2 separate regions of the Mus musculus genome follow, and region 1 is linked to region 2. Evidence: chromatin contacts called from public Micro-C data. All regions are on one chromosome and are shown on one strand. Each heading gives the region's core, a stretch centred on a gene start, on an enhancer-like site or on the middle of the called end of the contact. The rest is flanking DNA. Distances are from core to core; before and after follow the strand shown.

What was found. A called contact is a pair of places that touch in the nucleus more often than the background predicts.
Region 1: a Micro-C map of macrophages shows a contact between it and region 2, with 3 times the contacts expected there. The contact joins two enhancer-like sites. A contact is called at or near these places in 1 of 15 datasets of contacts at CTCF or cohesin (pro-B cells), 9 of 484 Hi-C or Micro-C datasets (B cells, the HPC-5 cell line, bone marrow-derived macrophages and 5 more) and 7 of 115 datasets of contacts at active chromatin or transcription factors (the 230-238 cell line, acute myeloid leukemia, bone marrow-derived macrophages and 3 more).

The regions. Positions count from the first base shown.
Region 1 is chr13:83,607,985-83,610,873 of GRCm38.p6, reverse strand. The region is part of intron 3 of Mef2c (myocyte enhancer factor 2C); the gene reads right to left. It overlaps Gm52043 (a long non-coding RNA gene), which reads left to right. Exons shown (of 3, transcript XR_003950628.1): 1 at 1-2,889. Among named protein-coding and RNA genes, the nearest start is that of Gm52043, 16 kb to the left of the region's middle. Within about 2 kb of position 1,548, at least 111 of the 459 cell types and tissues checked have an H3K27ac peak or open chromatin away from gene starts, as enhancers often do. A contact at or near this core is called in B cells, bone marrow-derived macrophages, erythroblasts and 4 more, where this site is marked.
Region 2 is chr13:83,074,163-83,076,945 of GRCm38.p6, reverse strand. All of the region lies in intron 2 of Gm33073 (a long non-coding RNA gene), which reads left to right. Among named protein-coding and RNA genes, the nearest start is that of Gm33073, 45 kb to the left of the region's middle. Within about 2 kb of position 1,300, at least 54 of the 459 cell types and tissues checked have an H3K27ac peak or open chromatin away from gene starts, as enhancers often do. A contact at or near this core is called in B cells, bone marrow-derived macrophages, erythroblasts and 4 more, where this site is marked.

The DNA of each region.
Region 1 (2,889 bases), core at 299-2,798, 530 kb before region 2:
TGGAGATCTACTATGATTGCCATTCCATGGATGCCAATGGTTTAGGAAAAAAAATCCCAAGATAGTTACTATAGAAGCAAGCTTATGTACTGTGTGTGAACTACACTGCTTACTTCCAAGGATTTAGTAAGGTATTTGTCTTAGAACTGTGCTGCTGCCAGATTGTCTCTTAATAAAGATTTCCTAGGGACAGGGAACACAGCTCATAGGTAGAGTGTATCCCTAGTATATGCAAGAACCTACCTGGGTTGAGTCTTTCAACAAGCACACAAAAACATGAAAATCATATCTATGTAACTTTTGACCAGTTTGCCTGATAATTTTTTTCCACCAAGGGCAATATCTATAATAAAATGTATGTTCTAACATGTAATCTTATCTATACTATTTCCTCATTGATACTCCAGTGACCACTGGATAGAGAGGACAGCCCCTTCTCTGGCAGCTAGGTAGTATCTCTCTGGCTGAAAGGAAGGGACAGAAAGATCGTATTTCTTTTAGCTCCTGAGGCTGAGAGGGAGTGTGGTCTAAGACACGTAGGCTGACTTGGGGGCATCCACGTGCAGAGCTATTGCGATTAGTAAGATGCTCCTCGTAAGAATCCCAATTCTCAGTTACTGAGAAAAACACGTTTTAATTATTTATTTTGTGAGAATCTACACTTTTGAGATTAAGCCAACTGCTCAGTTCTTTGTTTCTGATCGCCTGGACAGGTGAGGGGTGGGAAGACGTGGGTGTGGAAGAGAAAGTATATACTTTTTTTTTTTGAAAGTATATACTTTTATGAACAAACGAATAATGGACTCTGCACAGTGCTGTGGGTCTTGCGGAAAACTTGCATGCATCTTAAGGATTCCTTTCCTATCCACAGCTACGTGAGCTGCTTCTTTCCCCCATTTTAACACAGACACAAGGAATGCTGTTTTAATTTATAGGCCGGGTGATAGGAAATGTAAAGGAATCCAGTGTAAGACTTCTCAATTTTCTTTAACAGCTATGAGGAAGACAGGGGGAAAAAATAAAATCTTAAGTGAAAATTTCCCAAAGTTGCAAGGAAAAGGGGACTATTTCAGAAGAGCTTCAAGAACCACAGACTTGGGCTTTCACATCTTGTCAGAAAATCTGCACTGTTGGTAAAACCTGGGGACCTGACTCAGCAGAGAAATGCCACCCACAGTCTCCGACTGTCTCTGCAGTTGTGAACTCTCTGTTTTCTCTGGAGGCTTACCACAGCACACTCAATACCCATGTCTCTCAGATGGAAAACTGGATGTTGTGGAAACGGAAATAAAATCATGTTGTATAATATTTAAAGGCATTTCTCGTAGCCATGCTTGGAGTTCTGCATGGACTTTAACATCAGTTCTCTGTTGGACAAATAACACTAACTAACCACTTAACAGTTTCACAATGCTCAAACTTGCCGTCACCATGGCTTTGAATAACATCTCGCTTCTTTTTAAAGATCACAGTTGAAAGATGAGAGGAAACAGCACCATTAAAAGAGGAAGTAAAATTGCAGTTCAAAGCCTGTTTCCATGAGGTAATGTGCATTATTGACCAATCATCAAAGAGGCCCCATCTATACTGAAATGAAGCATGAGGTGACAGCAGGTGGCAGGGGGCAGTCAGAAACCTCTTACCAGCCCTTGTGCATTAGTTATTGCTGAGGCCAAAGGGTTAGAGAAAGATCAATGAAGGTTTGTTGATCTGACACAGGAACCTGTGCTTAGGGAAATGGAAGCTGTGCATCTGAGTTCATCTGCTGGGACTGCAGGTTTCATCCCTTTATGAAAGCCACAGCAGCGGATAGTGGCAGCAGCAAGCCACCCCTTTCCCCTCACCTCCCTCTCCCCCCTCTCTCCTTAGATCTCTGTCTCTTGTGCATGTGTGGATCTCTAGCAGGAAGTTAAAACTTTTGAAATAATTTTCTGAATTATTTCTGTGTAGATGTATTTCCACACAGCTATTATTGCCTTTTTTTCCCCTCTAAAAGGAAACACTTCAATTTAGAAATTAGAACCCCAGGAAAGTCAGGTTTTCTTTCCCCCACATTAGTTTGCTTGCAAACTGAATGGTGGATTCTAATGACACACAGATTTCGCCCTCTAATCAGAACCTACCAATTTATTATCATACAATTTATTACTATTTTCTCTAATATAAGTAGAATTTCTCCTATTCACAGAAACTCGCTTATGGAAGGTGTTGAACTGTTTTTCTGGATTTTGATGACTTGTTTTCTGGTTGCTAACAACTAGTGCCTTGGTCTGGGAGCCAGTGGTCAAATGTAGACTTCAGAACGACTTGTTTGCTGCACCTCCAATCAGAGAAAGTTTCCTTCCCCATCACGGTTCATCCACACTGTCCTTACAGAGCAAACTAGGTGTGGCTCAGAGTAAACATCAGTGGTTTAGAAATGCTATTTCCCCCAGTGGCAATATACATTGTGGGTGTGTGACTGGAATATTTAAAACACCTGCTGTCCTGGAACTGAGCCAAATGTATAATACATTAGCAAATGCTTGGCTCCCTTCCAGCAGCATGGATCATACTGCCATCAAAATACTGAGGGAGTTGGCACAGAGACACTTAAAAGTTTCACTAGAAGCAATTTAGGACACGCATGTGTTTTTATCGTTAACAGGATCACCACACTAAACACCTCTGACTGGTTAGTATTATAATGAAATTAATTATTTTGAGTCAGAAAGGAAGCAGCAGCAGAGGAGAAGAACTCTTTGTTAGATTTCTGATTACCTTCTCAGGCTTTTAAAGTTCAGTGTCTTCACACTCCACCCCTCTCACACACAAGGCTTTTTCTCAGAGGCACACAGTTAAGAAGGCAAACTACACATTGAATTATAACCCTAACAAAGTTTGCTAATA
Region 2 (2,783 bases), core at 51-2,550:
GTCCACATCATGTAAAAATAGCAAGGGCAAGTGCCACAAATAGCAACTTGAGGCCAGGAGACCTGGATGGAGGGACACACAACCACCAGGAGGAAAACAAGAGGCATGGAAAACAACAGCTGCCAGAAGCTAAAAGAAGGGTCCTTGATCTTCACAGGGGACAGGTGGCCAAGACATGCCACTCGTCACTGTGTGACATGGTATAGTCACAATGTTCTAGGCTTTGGAAATTATTGCTAAACTTTTTCAGCCTAGAAAAATATTTAAGTCAACTTGAAAAAATGTACTAAATCTACTTCCCTATGGGATTGTTTTGTCCTAGGTCCATACTATACACTATCCAAATAATTGAAGTGTTTTTTTTTCCTTCAGATTTATTGTGTTTCAGTGCGTTAAACAATATACAAATAAACACATGAAAAATAAATGGCCTATAGCTTGATCTAGTATTTCAAATCCTGTATAGTAGAAGTTTACATTCTGTAGTGATATTGTGTATCACATTTAGCAAAATATAGTTAAATAAATTCCTGATCTTAAAAGGAAATTTGAAATGACATTCACATCTGTGCTGATCTAGAGATGATAAGAGTTATAAGAAGCTAACTATTATAAAGCTACAGTGTTCTCTAGATGCTCATGGAGATAAGAGCTTTATTTTCCCCAAATATTCACAAGTGACAACCCAGTTCAAAGTCTGTGACTATTTGCTCAGCATGTAAGTGCCTCCGTAAAGCTTTTCTTTAATTTGACTGGGTTTTGTTTTGTTTTGTTTGCTTTTTTTCTTGAGTCACTTTGTGGCTATTTCACTTTCATCACCAGAACTAGTAGCTAACTTCATTTGTAGAGATTTTTTTCCTTACAAAGAAAGTAGCTTTTTAACATGTCATGAGAATAACTATGAAGTAACTTGACCACAAGCAAAGAATATATAAACCACTGTGAGAAGATATGCGGACCAGTCATCTAGGCACACTCCAGCTAAGAGATTCTTGCAAAAAACTGGTTGCTCACCAGATGTAATTCAATTTCATGCCTCAGCAAAATTACAAATTGCTACATGTCATGAACTCCTGACTATTGCTCGAGAGTAATCAAAGCAGTACATCCTCTTTCCGTGACATATTTCTTTGTATTTTCTGAAAGTGTCAACTAGAACCAGTTGCATAGAGTAGCTTATGCTTTTAGGTTGGTTGATGGTCTGATTGAGTGTTGGATTTGACAAGTGCGGAGGGGGTAGCTGATGGGTAGGCTGAGGTAGCACCCCACGTTGATTTGCACTCGGGCCCCCTCTAGTGCTTCTCTAAGAGGAAACTTCTCTAAAAGGGAAGTATTAGTTGTGAATAGCATTAGACGAATGGGCGCTAAGAGGTGTCACAGCTGTTGTGAAGAGGGGAAAGGATTACACAGGACACAAGTGTGGTCTGCATAGAAGGGATGGATGAAAATGTTAGAATTCCTTCTAAACTGTACTAACCTTCTGTTAAAATTCTTTTTTTAGACATTTCCAGGGAGTTGGCATAAGCAATAAATGAGTAAGTCAACTAGCCAATTTCTCTGGAAGCTGGAGATTCATGTTGTTAAACCTTAAGGAAATACATGGAGATTATTTTGCTTTGCTCATAGATTTTGGGTTATATGTAGACCACTTTTGTTTTATTCACGGAATGATGCAAGATGTGTATACAATACTTGAGATAAAAGACCCAAATCTTGTTATCCAAAGGAAAGACATATCTGCTGTTCTTGAAAAAGGTTTAATTAACCATCTGATAATAAAATCTTTAAAATTTTTAAATGTTTTTAACAAAAGTTCTAACTTTTTATTAATTTACTTATAAGATTTGCAAAACAGAAACTGGATTAGATAGATATAATTCATGTGGTCATTTAGCTGTGTGCAGATCAGTTTCAATAAAGTCAAGGAGAAGTAGGCCTTCTCAGGAAGGCACAGATGTAAGAGCAGGTACTGGGCACCTAAGGCATTGCTGCCTTCTATAGCTTATGAAGATATTAGAAATAACTAATCATAAATATCAATGGCAGTGAAGTTCAATACCTTGAGAGGTGACAGAACATTCCGGGTGAGAGACTTAAGCATAAGCGAGAATGGTGAGCGGGACTCAGACACAAGGCAACAAGAAGTGCAGGCTTGACTGAAAAGTGGCAGATGTGATAGTGGAGGAAAAAGAAAGTAAAATCAGGGTTAGGCAGTGAAGGAACTTGAAACTGAGGGTGAAAAAGATAGCTTTCATGCCGTGGACAAACCAAAAGCTTAATTAAAATACTCTTCTGTATAATTATAAAACACACCAAAGTAAGTGCATTTAAAGTGTGGGTATGAGATGATTTTTCTGGAGCATGCATTTCTGATAGTGTTTGCACAGTGATTTCAGTGCCACACAAAACTACTGAGCTCTCCTCATCAATTGTCACTATTTCAACATCTGCATGAATAATGCATATGAGAGATAGCATAGGAAGCAGGATTCAGATTTGCAAAAGAGGAACAGCAGACCCTGGAAACCCTAATTGTGGTTATTGGGCAATGTTGTCTAGTCCACAGCTCAAGACTTTGACACTTACTGACTTTAACAGGGTTGTGCAATCCTTGGACGTAAGCATTTAGCTTGGCTGAAAATGAGTGCATTTTACCTGATAGTTTTCTCAAGGAGATGATGGCTCTCAATGTCTAAATTCATATTTCGACTGAAGTCAACTCCAGATGCCTCCTCTTTCCCCTGTACAATTGAAGGCTTGTGTTTGGGGTTGGTGAATAGGGG